Linked DNA regions of Mus musculus: region 1 is linked to region 2. The links are chromatin contacts, called in public HiChIP or PLAC-seq maps. All regions are on one chromosome and are shown on one strand. The core of a region is the stretch at or near the end of the contact, and the rest is flanking DNA. Distances in the headings are between cores, read along the strand shown. Region 1 holds the start of Olfr322 (olfactory receptor 322). Region 2 holds the start of Gemin5 (gem nuclear organelle associated protein 5).

The links. HiChIP or PLAC-seq counts read pairs in DNA pulled down with a chosen protein or histone mark.
Region 1: an H3K4me3 HiChIP or PLAC-seq map of stem cell-derived neural progenitor cells shows a contact between it and region 2, with 4 times the contacts expected there. The contact joins the promoter of Olfr322 here to the promoter of Gemin5 in region 2. A contact is called at or near these places in 1 of 39 promoter capture datasets (3T3-L1-derived adipocytes) and 1 of 115 datasets of contacts at active chromatin or transcription factors (stem cell-derived neural progenitor cells).

What each region holds. Positions count from the first base shown.
Region 1 is chr11:58,660,129-58,666,946 of GRCm38.p6, reverse strand. Olfr322 (olfactory receptor 322) reads right to left here and starts at 1,386. Exons shown (of 1, transcript NM_207693.1): 1 at 403-1,386. The coding sequence starts at 1,386. The coding sequence ends at 403. Gm22599 (a small nucleolar RNA gene) reads right to left here and starts at 5,769; the gene lies at 5,638-5,769.
Region 2 is chr11:58,165,669-58,172,534 of GRCm38.p6, reverse strand. It overlaps Gemin5 (gem nuclear organelle associated protein 5), which reads left to right and starts at 3,996. Exons shown (of 28, transcript NM_172558.3): 1 at 3,996-4,247; 2 at 4,666-4,826; 3 at 6,461-6,642. The coding sequence starts at 4,082. It overlaps Mrpl22 (mitochondrial ribosomal protein L22), which reads right to left and starts at 871. Exons shown (of 7, transcript NM_175001.5): 1 at 822-871; 2 at 693-741. The coding sequence starts at 849.

The DNA.
Region 1 (6,818 bases), core at 137-2,636, 500 kb before region 2:
GCCTTACCTGTAAGACCAGCTACCCACAGTCACTCTCCCCTAATGTCCCTAATGTAAAAAGTGCACAGAAGGCACCTGTTGGCCCCTTACCTTACCAGGAGATCACATCTCAGCATGTACAGGATAACACTACACCAGCCTAGGGACAAACCATCAGATCTGCATCTAACATGGAAACGTCTGCTTTAACCACAAGGAAGAAAGTTAGAACACACACCATCTTCATGACTACCAAATCTCAGAACCCTTTGTGAATCCAGTAACATGCCTGTGTTTTCCTCCGTGGTAGAATAGTCAGAATTTCCCCCCAAATCACTGCGGAACATTTTCTCTGCCCACTTTCTTTCTCATTAAATGTTTGCCTGAGAGCTTGCAAAGTTCTCTCAGTATTCAGTGCCATCCTCACCAGGACAGCTTCCCTCTGGTCCGTATGGAACCAGCCCTCACTTTCCCTGTCTCTCGGCTACCCAGGAGCAGCCTTCTGAGCGCCCCCTTCACCTCCTTGTTCCTGAGCGTGTAGATCAGAGGGTTGAGGAGAGGGGTGACAATGTTGTAGAAGAGGGTGAGGAACTTGCCCTGGTCCTGGGAGGAGCTGTTCCCCGGCTGCATGTACATGTAGATGATATTTCCGTAGAAAAGCGAGACCACGGTGAGATGTGAACCACACGTGTTGAATGCCTTCTGCCGCCCTGCAGCGGAGCGGATTTGTAACACAGCTCTCACAATGTAACCATAGGAGACCAAGATGAACACCAGAGGCGACAACACGATGCCTATTGCCAGGACGAAGACGGTGCCTTCCACTGCGGCAGTGTTGACACAGGCCGTCCTGATGAGAGCTGGCATCTCGCAGAGGAAGTGGTCCACCCTGCGGTGCCCGCAGCGGGGTAGACTGAGGGTCACAGGAGACATAGCCAGGGAGTTGGCCACGCCGCAGCTCCAGGCCACTGAGACCAGGCCCACGCAGAGCCTGGGGCTCATGATGACCATGTAGTGCAGGGGCTTGCAGACCGCCACAAAGCGGTCATAGGCCATGACAGCCAGCAGCAGGCACTCCACACCCCCCAGGCCCAGGAACAGGACCAGCTGCAGAGCACAGCCCACATAGCTGATGGTCTTGTCCGGCCCGCTGAGGTTATAGAGTAGCTGTGGGATGGAGCTACTGGTGAAGCTGAGGTCAAGGAAGGACAGGTGTGTGAGAAAGAAGTACATGGGGGTGTGAAGGTGCGGGTCCAGCCTGGATACCAGGATGATGATGCTGTTGCCCAGCAGGGTTAGGAGGTAGGCGGGCAGGATGATGGCGAAGAGGACCCTCTCCAGCTCGGGCCGGTCAGAGAAGCCTATAAGGATGAAATGGCTGAAGGTGCTGTCATTGGTTGCTCCCATCTCTACTGCACCTGAGGAAGACATCAATACTGACAGTGATGGGAGAGGACAGAACTTCAATTATTTATTACTTGTTTAGTTCCAACAACCATGTAGTAACTCTGACAGATAAGCAAACTGCGTCATGTATATGGCAAGTCAGATGTCATACGGAGAAACAGGACATGGTTGTCTTTGAACCTAGCAATTGATGCTTTGTTTCTGCTTCACTTGCTCTAGTCTTGCCTCTAATTCCATGAAGCAAGAGATGAACTGTGCTGTGGTCCAGATTTTGATTCTCTCCAGACCCACAATCCCAAGCTCCTGTCCAAAGGCAAAGAGCACAAAATCCAGCCCTGCATAATCAACCCAGAGCATTTGAACATGCCCAGCATCCAGCCCTGCATAATCAACCCAGAGCATTTGAACATGCCCAGCACAGCAGATGGGAAATGTGGACATCACCCATGTGAGCCCACTTGGATTGGCTCACACACAGATGTATTTGAAAATAAATTTGCTGGGTTTTTCTTTAGAGACTTTTGAAAATTTGGTAATTCAAGGACAGACTGGTGTTACCTAGAAATATCTTTAATTTTTTTTTACAAATATATAGACTGTATATATACATTATGTATTTTATAATCTACTGCAAAATATAGAGAAATCTACTGTAAACCATTAAAGTTTATCTAGATTGACAAAACCCATCTAGAGCACCGTTCCTGCCAGAGGGAACTTCAGTGAGCAGCTGAAGCACTGCACCATATCTGGAGCAAACGAACCATGCTTTGCCTTGGACCCACGGGACACATTCTGTCCTTTTGTTATTTTTAGTGAGTTTTGGATCTCTGGATAGAGAATGGTGTAGGAGACAATAGGTTATCAGTGAAACCAGCGGCTCATAAGACCTCTCTCTGGGCCTGCTGCCTAGACAGCATGGTGCTTGTTTTTCTTCCAAAGTACATAGGAAATACTCCTTAAAGAAAAGTGGAATCCTAATTAAAGTTTTGTTTTATTTGTGTGTGTGTGTGTGTGTGTGTGTGTGTGTGTGTGTGTGTGTGTGTGTGTGTTAGCTCACCTTTGCAGGTACAAGGACAACTTTTAGGAGTCAGTTTTCTCCCTCCATCATGTGAGCGTGGGGGATCAGATGCAGGTCATCAGGCTTGGCAGCAAGTCCCTTTACCCACTGAGTCTTCTTGCCAGCTAGAACAAGAAATGGAGAAGGCCCAGGGTCCAGGTTCAAATCCTGCTCGGAGAAGATTGGTCGACCCACCTCACAGCTAAATAGCACATGCATATCCCTTGCCTCTGTAGCACGTTACAGGAAAGACAGAGAGAAAGGAGGGTTCTTTCTCTCTCAGGCTCCGTGTAAATAAACCCAACTTCTCTACCATTTTCCAACCCCTAAATCTTTGCATAAAGAAAAGCTGAGGTGGCCTGTGTGCCCTGCACCAGTGCTGCATGAATCATAGAAAGCCATAAGGCATTAACCCATTCTTGCATGCTTGTTGAGAGTTTAAGTTGACATCAGAGCTCTTAAGAGATGCCTACTTCTCTGCACACACACCCAAGGCTGTACATGTGATTTTAATAAAAGAAACCTGTTTCTCTTACAGAATTGAAAATTGAGTATTTTCTCTTTGCCCTCATTAATCTCATGTGAAGGGATCTGTCCTGCATTTTTGACCCCTGGTCAGAGGACACATACCCTCCAGAGCATCTTCACAGCATCAAAAGACAGATGGTCCGCAGAAAGAGTGTGTGTCTGTAGTTAATAACATTAGTTATTTAACAGACAATGGTATTATACAAGCAGTTGCTAAATTCAAATGAGTATAGACATGTGACATCACATGGAATTTTGTCCACCCAGATATTGTTAGTTCAAGTAGGTAAAAAACAAAATATGGTGCTGGGATTCATCTTTTACAGTGAAATATGCTTGTCTAGCATGCACAAAGTCCAAGTTTCATCCCCAGTTCCCAGTAAACAAGATGTGGTGGTGTACCACTGTAATCCCAGTAACAGAAAATCTCAGAAAACAGAGGCAGGAGGATTCGGAGATCAAGGCCTTCTCTGGCTACACATAAAGTTAAAGGCTATCCTGAGCTATACAATAAACACAATTGTATGGTGAGAACACACACATAACTAAAGAACATATTAAATAATAAATGATCTTTATCTATCTCTGTCTGTCTCTGCCCCCCCACCTGTGTGTGTGTGTGTGTGTGTGTGTGTGTGTGTATGTGTGTGTATGTGTGTGTGTGTGTGCAAGGCCAATGTGGATGAATGCTGTCCATTGGTATTTTCGAGCATGTTAACATTTCTCATGTTTAAAAGTCACTTGTTTGTAAACCTTGTTTTCCTACAATTCCTTTTGTTTTCATTTCTTGTTCTGTTGTAGGCTTTTTTAAAATGTGTGTTTCTTTTTGAAAGACGTAAAATGGATCTCTCTTACTTTATATTTCACTCTTAAGTGTGGTCTTCCATATATTTGTTCTAGTTTAAGGAAAGTACATATATAACCACCTGTCTGTGTGTCTGTCTATGTCTGTGTGTGTTTGTGTCTGTCTGTCTGTCTGCCTGACTGTCTCTGTCTTTCTCTGACTCTGTGCAGGTGCTTGCAGAGCCAGAAAGGGACATGGGAGCTGCTCAAGCTGGAGCTGGGGCTGGGGCTGGGGCTGGGGCTGGGGCTGGGGCTGGGGCTGGGGCTGGGGCTGGGGCTGGGGCTGGGGCTGGGGCTGGGGCTGGGCCTGGGGCTGGGGCTGGGGCTGGGGCTGGGCCTGGGGCTGGGGCTGGGCCTGGGCCTGGGGCTGGGGCTGGGGCTGGGGCTGGGGCTGGGGCTGGGGCTGGGGCTGGGGCTGGGGCTGGGGCCGGAGGTGGTTGAGAGCCTCCTGATGTGGGTGCTGGGAACTCAATACAGGTCCTTTGCAGGAACCAAAAGTGCTCTTAACTGCTGAGCTAGCCCTCTAGCTACAGGAGTGATCAAATGCTAGTCATCTTTTTATCTTTTTATCTTCTCAGAGATCAGGACCCCAACTCTCCTCTGCATTCTCCTTAACAACAGAATCAGAGTGAAGGCAAGGGAGGAAGATGAAAGAGGCTGCACACACTGCAGCTGATGCGGTTCTCCAAAAACACATCCTAGCACAACAAAGCGTTTGGGTCTGATTTTCAGGACACCCTGAGTTCAGATTTCCTTCCTAACATCAGTTGTTCTGACTGACACAGGCAAGAACGACCTTCCCCTGGGAAGATTTGGTGACTTTTTATGTACATGTTTAAGAGGAATGATTACACTGGTGGCCTCGGTGGCATCAGATCTTAAGAGGCTGCTTCACTGATGCTCTTTTTAAAAAAATCACCTGGCTCTCACATCCTCTCGGGGTTTGTGTCTCAGTGAGGCCTGAAGTCATTACTAGAGTGCCCGGATTTTGCATAACGCACTATTTCAAATTTGAATCTACTAGGCTGTTGATTTCTCTAATATGAGATTATCTCTCTCTCTCTCCCTAAAATAAAAACAATATTAAAGCACAAACATAAGACCTGAAATTGAGATGGAGCGCCTTCCCCACCAGCAACTCCACAGGGCTTTCCCACTAGCACTGGCCTTTCTGAGAAACTGGTGTTTAACAGGTATGGGACATCGTTGCCCTCAGAAAGGCTCCGGGAAGGGCACACCCCTTACTCTTTCTGAATCAGATTCTGGAGAGACATCCTTTCCATGGCTGTGCTTAGCCTTAGGTCCAGGATTTCAGCTCTCTGCGCAATTACTTCTTGTCCAGAGCAGCGTGACTGTTGCTGTATTGATAGAACTTGACAGAGAGAAAAAGAGAATTAAAAAAGCCATAATCTTTAACAATATGACAATTACTTAAGGTCTCACCATTCACAAGTTCTACTTGTACTATTGAGCTTTAAGTAATAAAAAACCCACAAGGCATCAGCATAAAAACAGACACACTGATCAATAAAATCGAATTGAACACCCAGATATAAATTCACATACCTCTAGACACCTATTTTCCCCTTCTTCATTTCTATCTATCTATTTATCTATCTATCTATCTATCTATCTATCTATCTATCTATCTATCTATCTATCTATCTATATATATATATATATCAGAAATACCACTGGGGTGTCCTGGGGGCACTTCTGCTTATGGCCTACCAACAGGATTCTTTTAGTGTCAGGCTAGCTCCCTGTCCAGACCCTCTGGCACCAGACTGGTGGTGGTCCTAGGGTCTCTTTTTTCAGGGAATCTTAACCCGGGAATCATTCAGATGTCTTCAGGTCAGAACGCTGAGCTGTGACATAGCCTCTTTCCACTCTGCTACCTACTGACACACATGTGTTACAGCAAACCAAACTGCAACAACTCTAGAGGCCGGACAATAAAATAATTATTAACTTAAATAACAATTGACAGTTTCCCAGAGATATTCTTTATGTTGAATCTATCATGTACTGTTAATAAACTCCTGTATTAACACACCAGATTACTTTGAATTTCTTGTAATCAAATCGGTATTTTGTACTTTTTATATTTAGGTAATATAAAGTATTTTACTTCATGTTTTCTCCCTCAAAATAAATATAAATTTTACCAATAAACACAAAAAAAGTTTAAACTTAAAAATAAAAAAAGCCACTCAGGGCCAGCTCTTCCCAGACCAATTGGAGGCATATGCCTGTCTGTGCCAGTGTCACAGTCAAACTGTTCTGAGGCATGGCTGACAGGATCCTTCTGACACAGACATGGGTGTCTTGGCCATCTGGACACCTCCCTGAGATGTATGAACACTAACCCAGTGACCTCCTCTGAGACAAACAGCATGCTTAGTCAGTAAGCCACTTTACAAATGCCTTAGTTAGTTGTTGATAACCTTTTGCTTAGACACCAGGGGCTTCGCTTGTCTGGACAAAGCTGAGACCTCCTAAGACAAGGAGAAAAATCTTATTTCACCCTCAGGGAGACAAGCCAGAAGTTGAAAGGAAACAACACTCCCCAGAGGACATGATAAGAGGATGCAGGCAGTTGTCCCCTCAGTGAGAAATGCCTTCCAGACCCTAGAGCCCTCTCCCAGGACAGCTGCTTACAGGCCCTCCCTGTAAGCCTGTCTACTCAGAAAGAGTAGATTTCTTTTCTTTTTCTCTACTTACTCTTTCCAGGTACTTGCCAAAATCCATTCTTGCTCTTTAACCACGCCCTCAACCCAACTTAAGCAGCTGCTGAGAATCACTGCTGAGCCTGCTGTTTTCATAACCTCTAATGCAAAAATCATGTCTGCCTTTCTCTCCCTCCCTCCCTCCCTCCATTCCTGTCTCTTCCGAGCACTTTCTGAGATCTCCAGCGTTCCTGCCCTTTGGTTCCTTAAACTCTACTAAAACAAAATTGTCCTTCAGTTTTCTTCTGGGTCCATTTTTAAATTCCTTTATC
Region 2 (6,866 bases), core at 2,747-5,246:
AATTAACAGTGACAAAGTTTCATGAATACTTACAGGTTTTATGAATACTCAGGACTGAAATGGGTTTTAAACGGAATCAAACAACTATAATTATATTATGTCAAAATATTGCTCCAAAGAAGCAATTCATTTGCAAGTACTATATATGTAATCGAAACTTCGGATGTACCCTACGGATCCATGCCAGTGCTAACTCAACTGCATAGGGACGCTTGTGTCCTAGCAGGACAGTGCATGGCCTAGGATCCCAGCCTCTGACTGGTAAGCAGAAGCCAGACTGACTTATGGCGAGACTCAAACAAACAAACAAAAGGCTTTCTCGAGAGGCTCCAGAATGTTCTGCAGAGCAAAAGGCTCAAACTCCAGTTGCTGAGAAACAACAGCGAACGAATGTACAATGTCAGGCAAGCCTCGAGTCTCCAAACAGTCCTTGCCCACGGCAAGTGAATAAAGAAATAACCAGGAATGTTTGTTGGTATAGCACACAAAGTCGAAGATTCGAATCGTGCCTACGGAATAGGGAGAGGCTGGTCAGAAAACACCGAGAGGAGCCCCCGGAGGCAACAGTCTCTATGGGGTTCTGGGTCGGGCCGCCCTCCACCTGAGGCCGAAAGTACTGCCTGGCACACAAGTGCACTGTGATCGATGCAGATCAGGCGCAGCCTGCAAGATCTTCGTGGCAGGACTCTTACCGCAGCGTCTGCGTTGCCCAGATCCTCAGGTTAGGTACCCTCAGTGCACCTGCAACGTGAATACGAGCTGTCAACTTCGATTCTCTTTATCTCCTCCTTCCCAAATTCTAAGAAAGACTCAAGCCTTACCCAACTCTCGCAGTAGTGCGGCCGCCATGCTGAGCCCTACGGAAGCCTCCGGGATCAAACGCCGGCTGACTATACGCATGCGCAGTCCGAGGCCGGCTTCCGGGACCGGAAAAGTCAGAGTGCGTTGTCATGGAGACCAGGAATGCGTCGTCCTTGTGAAAAGTCTGGTCAGAGCAGTCTTTCTTTGGAGTGAATGACCTCATAAAGACTGAAAATCAGAAAAACTGTGACCTCACCTCATAACAGCCTGAAAAGGGCAGGAGAACCTTTTAATCCTAAATATTTAAGGCCAAAGATACAAGAAAGACCACTGATCCAAATCATAATGGCCAAGTTAATTAAAGCAAGCAATTAATTAAAGCAAGCTTTTTTTATTTGCATACAGGAACTGCTTCCCCCTAAAGCAACGTTTGAGAAGGCAGCATCGGATATGAGGAAGACAAGGTTTCTATAGCTCAGGGGTTGGGTGTTTCCAAATGGATTTGCTAGGTGGAGGTTACAGGAGCAGAACTAGAACAGGAGCTGACTAATAAGTTAGTCCCATAAACAGAAACAGACTAGCAAATTGGTCATAACCACCTCCTGAAAGAAAGTTATGATCACAAGGTGGTCCTAAGAAGGTAGTCATAAAAACCTTTTTTTTTTTTTTTTTTTTTTGGTTTTTTGAGACAGGGTTTCTCTGTATAGCCCTGGCTGTCCTGGAACTCATTCTGTAGACCAGGCTAGCCTTGAACTCAGAAATCCGCCTGCCTCTGCCTCCCGAGTGCTGGGATTAAAGGTGTGGGCCACCATGACCGGCCATAAAAACCTTTTGAAACAAAGGTAGGATTAACAAGATGGTTTTGAAACAAAGACACAGTTGCCATTTTCTGGAACCCACAGAACCATGTATAGTTAAGATTACAGGTGTGGCATAGCCCAATCAGTGAGAAATGGAGGTTTAATCATAAACAGGAATGAATCTAGTTTGCCTCTACTATAAGATACCTTTTGGGCTGGTGAGATGGCTCAGTGGGTAAGAGCACCCGACTGCTCTTCTGAAGGTTCGAAGTTCAAATCCCAGCAACCACATGGTGGCTTACAACCACCCATGATGAGATCTGACTCCCTCTTCTGGTGTGTCTGAAGACAGCTACAGTGTACTTACATATAATAAATAAATAAATCTTTAAAAAAAAAAAAGATACCTTTTAAGCCTAAAATGGAGGCAGGCTGGTTCATCAAACTCTGTCTTCAGTGGGCCTCAGGGTTCTTGTTAAAAATGACTGTAACATCAGCATGTGGGAGACTGGTGTTAAAGAACCACCATGTTACACAAGCCGGGCTCTGTCTCAGAGAAAAGGAGCCTGGCGTAGCACCACATGATGTAATCCCAGCGTATGAGAGGCTGAAGCAGGAAGATCTCCACCAGTTTGTCGCCCTGGGCTGCAAATTCCAGGCCAATCAGAACTACACAGTGAGACTCTATCTCAAAGGAAAAGAAGAAAGAGGAAGGAAAGATCACTCTAACACAAATTTGTGAACATTACTGAGAAAACTCTTTCAGAAACCAAATTGCCTGGCATGGTGGCCCACACCTTTAATCCTAGCACTCAGGAAGGCAGAAGCAGGTAGATCTCTGTGAATTCAACACAGTCTGGTCTACAGAGCAAGTGCCAGGCTAGTCAGAGCTATATAGTGAGATCCTGTCTAAAAAAAAAAAAAAAAAAAAAAAAAAGCCAACGGGATGGGGTGTTATCGAGATGGTCCAGCTGACAAGCTGAAGTCAGTCAGTCTCTAGGCCCCATATCATGGAAAGAGAGCACCAACTCCTTGACCTCTGACCTCCATACACACACATTGTGAAATATGAGCACACACACACACACTAAATAAATAATAAAGACTAAGAGACGAGCTAATGCGTTTGTGTGCTCCTGGCAAAACTAGTGATCAATGTGGAGTCTGGTAACCCTGAATTTAGTGCCCTTAGGCTATGCTAGCATAGGTAAGGGCTCTCTATTAATGATAGCCATTGCAAGTTTCCATATGCCACATTCAGGAAGGGCTAACAGCAGTACAGAAGTACAGTCGAATCTGAACAAGTTGCTTGGGTTTGAGTTGTAAGCAGAGTTCAATTCTTTTTTCCCTCCACACCACTAACTAGTTCTCACAGCATAGGCACTCCATTAAGCAGGAGGCGGGATGTCAAACCTCTGCTCTTTAATCTTTGAATACCCCAGTATCAGGAATCAGAATTCCCACCCAACTACAGAGTCTCTTCCTGTCCTTTCTGATTCCTGACTCATTTCATTTATTTTGACAGGCTCTCATACTATAGCCCAGGCTGCCTAGCCTGGAGCACATGGCAATCCTCCTGCCTGAGTGCTGAGCCAGAGCTCAGATTCATTCTTTTAGTATTTCAGCTAAATACACTCTTGCATCTGTCTTTAAAACACCTCCCAAAAACTGGAAAAGTACGCCGCTATGTAGCATTTAAAAACAAACAAACAAACAAACAAACAAAAACTTGCCAGGCATGGTGGCGCACGCCTTTAATCCCAGCACTCGGGAGGCAAAGGCAGGCGGATTTCTGAGTTCGAGGCCAGCCTGGTCTACAGAGTGAGTTCCAGGATAGCCAGGGCTATACAGAGAAACCCTGTCTCGAACCCCCCCCCCCCAAAAAAAAAAAAACTTAATTGGGATACTGAACTGCCTTGTCCAATCTGTCCCAGATGTTTCTCGCTTAATAATACTTGCCTTGCTGGATTGGACAAAATAAGGAGCTTTAGTTAAATACAGGTATATATGGCGGTAAATGCACACAAACGCATTAGCTCATCTCTTAGTCAACCTTGAGGTTGGTAGAAACAGGGTATTTCACATCATGTTGGCCTTTATTATTTATTTAGCGCGTGTGTGTGTGTGTGTGTGTGTGTGTGTGTGTGTGTATGTGTGTGTGTGTTGGCCTTTATTATTTATTTAGCGTGTGTGTGTGTGTGTGTGTGTGCGTGTGCGTGTGCGTGTGCGTGTGTGCTCAGTGGCTGGTTGGCGGGTTCCACAGGTCTAAATCCTTAATTAAGGAAAATATGTAACCTCAGGACCTGGAATTTAGTTCCAGGCGGCGCACGGGAGCGAGAGGCGCGGGTTGGGCCTCAACGCGCTCCGTAGCGCCCGCCTCCAGGGGCGGGGTTTAAATCGATCCCGCCCCCTCCCGCTCCACGCCGCGGTTGCGAACCACCGTCCCAGAGCTCCTCTGCTGAGCTTGGGCGGCCGCGGAGATGAAGCCGGAGCCGCGGACGCTGCCGCCGTCCCCCAACTGGTACTGCTCACGCTGCAGCGACGCGGCGCCCGGAGGCATCTTTGGCTTCGCTGCGCGGACCTCCGTCTTCCTCGTCCGCGTGGGTCCGGGTGCGGGCGCGAGCCCAGGGGCGCCCCCGTTTCGAGGTGAGCCCCTCACGGGTCGGCGCAGTCCTTCCTGCCGTCCTCTTGGGGGAGTTCTGTAAGTCGCCGGGTCCGGCGGCGCGCGCACGTGGCCTCTCTCGCTTGGAGGGACTGACCCAGCCTAGACCCGGCGTTTAGGGTGCTCCTGGCCTTCCTGCTTGGCCAAGGCCCTGCCGGCCCCTAGTACGCCCCCTGGGGTGGGGGCTGTTCTCCCTTCTCTGATCCCGCTGGGCAATTACTTGACGGTGATGTCTGTAAGATGAGTGGTGATGACACCCAGCGTTTCTGTCTTTCGTCTGTGGATGTTTCTGTTCCATGTGTGTTAAGTGACTTCTGTTTATCTGCTTGTTGTTTGTCCAGCAACATGCAGGCTAACTGTCTGGATAGTGCTTTAGTTAACCAAGTCTGGTTTTGCTTGCAGTGGTAGGAGAGTTGGTGGGACACACTGAAAGAGTATCTGGTTTCACTTTTTCTCATCACCCTGGACAATACAACCTCTGTGCCACCAGCTCAGACGATGGAACTGTGAAGGTTTGGGATGTAGAGACCAAGACTGTAGTGACAGAACACACACTCCATCAGGTAATTGTGCATCCTGAGGCCTCAGATTGTTTTAATAGATCTCATGCATATGGAGGAATGCTACTCATTTTTGTTGGCTACTTAGATATGTTGGAAAGTCTCTCAAATAACTTTTTTTTAAAGATGCATGTTTTGTTTAGAAAGTAGAGTTTCTGGTAGCAGCTGTAACTTGGCTAGGTAGAGTGCCTGGCTAGCACACTCAAAGCCCTGGGCTCAGTCCCCAGAACTGCATAAATGAACATGGTGGTGCACACCTGTAATCATAGCACTTGGGAAGTGGAGGCAAAAAGATAGATAGTCATTCTCTTTTTTATATATATATATGTATATATATAGAGAGAGAGAGAAGGGGGGGGGTGTCAGTTTTTCCAATGTATGCCTGCACACCAAAGGGGGACATTCAGATCCCGTTATAGACCGTTTAAAACTACCGTGAGAGCTCTGGGAATCAAACCTGGGACCTCTTGATAAGTAGCCACTGAGCTATTCTCCAGCCCCTAGTCACTAACTCTTTTTTTTTTTTTTTTTTTTTTTTTTTTCCGAGACAGGGTTTCTCTGTGTAGCCCTGGCTGTCCTGGAACTCACTCTGTAGACCAGGCTGGCCTTGAACTCAGAAATCCGCCTGCCTCTGCCTCCCAAGTGCTGGGATTAAAGGCGTGTGCCACCACGCCCGGCTTAGTCACTAACTCTTATCTGTAGCTGCTTTGATGATATAACAATAGAATTGAGGAACAGCCACTGAGAGCATGGCCTACAAAGTCTAACAGAGCCAATAGGTCCATATAAAATATATACCCGGACTGATAACTGATGAGAAGGCTTTCCAGGTTCAAGGGCCTGTCCTGGAAGCCTGATGACCTGAGTTTTGATACTTTGTTTTATTTTGTTTTCTTTACTTGAATTGTGTATGTGTATTTCGCCTATAGGCCTGGTGTCTATGGTGGTAAGAAGTACATGAAAACTGAAGTTTCTGGTGATTGTTGGTCACCATGTGGGTGCTAGGAACCAAAGCTCTGCAAAAGCAGCAAGTGTTGTTAACCACTGAGCGGTCTCTCCAGCCCCTTGAGCAGTTTAATCTCCATGAAAGTAAGAGAGAACTGGCTCCACAGAGTCTTCTGCCTTCCACATGCTCGGCTGTGGCACATGCTCTCCCCAACACAATAAATAGAAAATATAGGGGCTGGAGAGATGGTTCATCCATTAAGAGTGCCTCCTACTGTCCCAGAGAACCCAAGTCGGGTTCCCATCACCCTTGTGGGTTGGCTCATAACCAGCTCCAGGGAATCCGTTCACCTCTTCTGGCCTGCATAGACACACATGTGGCTTTGCACACATGAGTAAAAAGTGTGTCTGTGCACGTCCATGTCAGTATCCCCAGGCATGGTGGTGCATGGCTGCAATTCTAGAATTCTTGTACTCAGGAGACAGGCAGAAGGATTGCCTTGAGTTCCAGGCCAAAATTACAAAGTAAGACGGTCTCAAAACCACACAAAAAGTTTTAACTTTAGACTTACTATATTGCTATACAGGTAGTTATAGCATATTTCTTAAGTACCTGTAATGTGGGTAGCATTAGGCTGGTTTACAGCCCAACACTCACAAATGAGACTCATCTGGCTTTGCTTTGTTTGAAGCATACAATATCAGCACTGCATTGGTCTCCGACAGTTAAGGACTTAATAGTCTCTGGGGATGAAAAAGGAGTCGTTTTCTGTTACTGGCTTAACAGAAATGACAGCCAGCACCTCTTCACAGAGCCCAGGACCATATTCTGTCTGACGTGTTCACCTCATCACGAAAATCTAGTAGCCATTGGGTGAGTACCGAGTACTGTGCTGTCTGCTGGTGGTTTGGCTTAGTTTATGATCCTGCTTTTCTTTCCTCTTGCCTGTGTGCCTCAGTCCTCAGAGGACGACAGCAGCCCAGGGTGTCATATGATCCTGTGAGCTCCAGTTCCAGACTTTGCTCTGCTCCCCATATTTCTATGATGCTGTGTTTTCTATGATACTGAATTTTCAAGCCACCCTTCAAAAGTTAGAA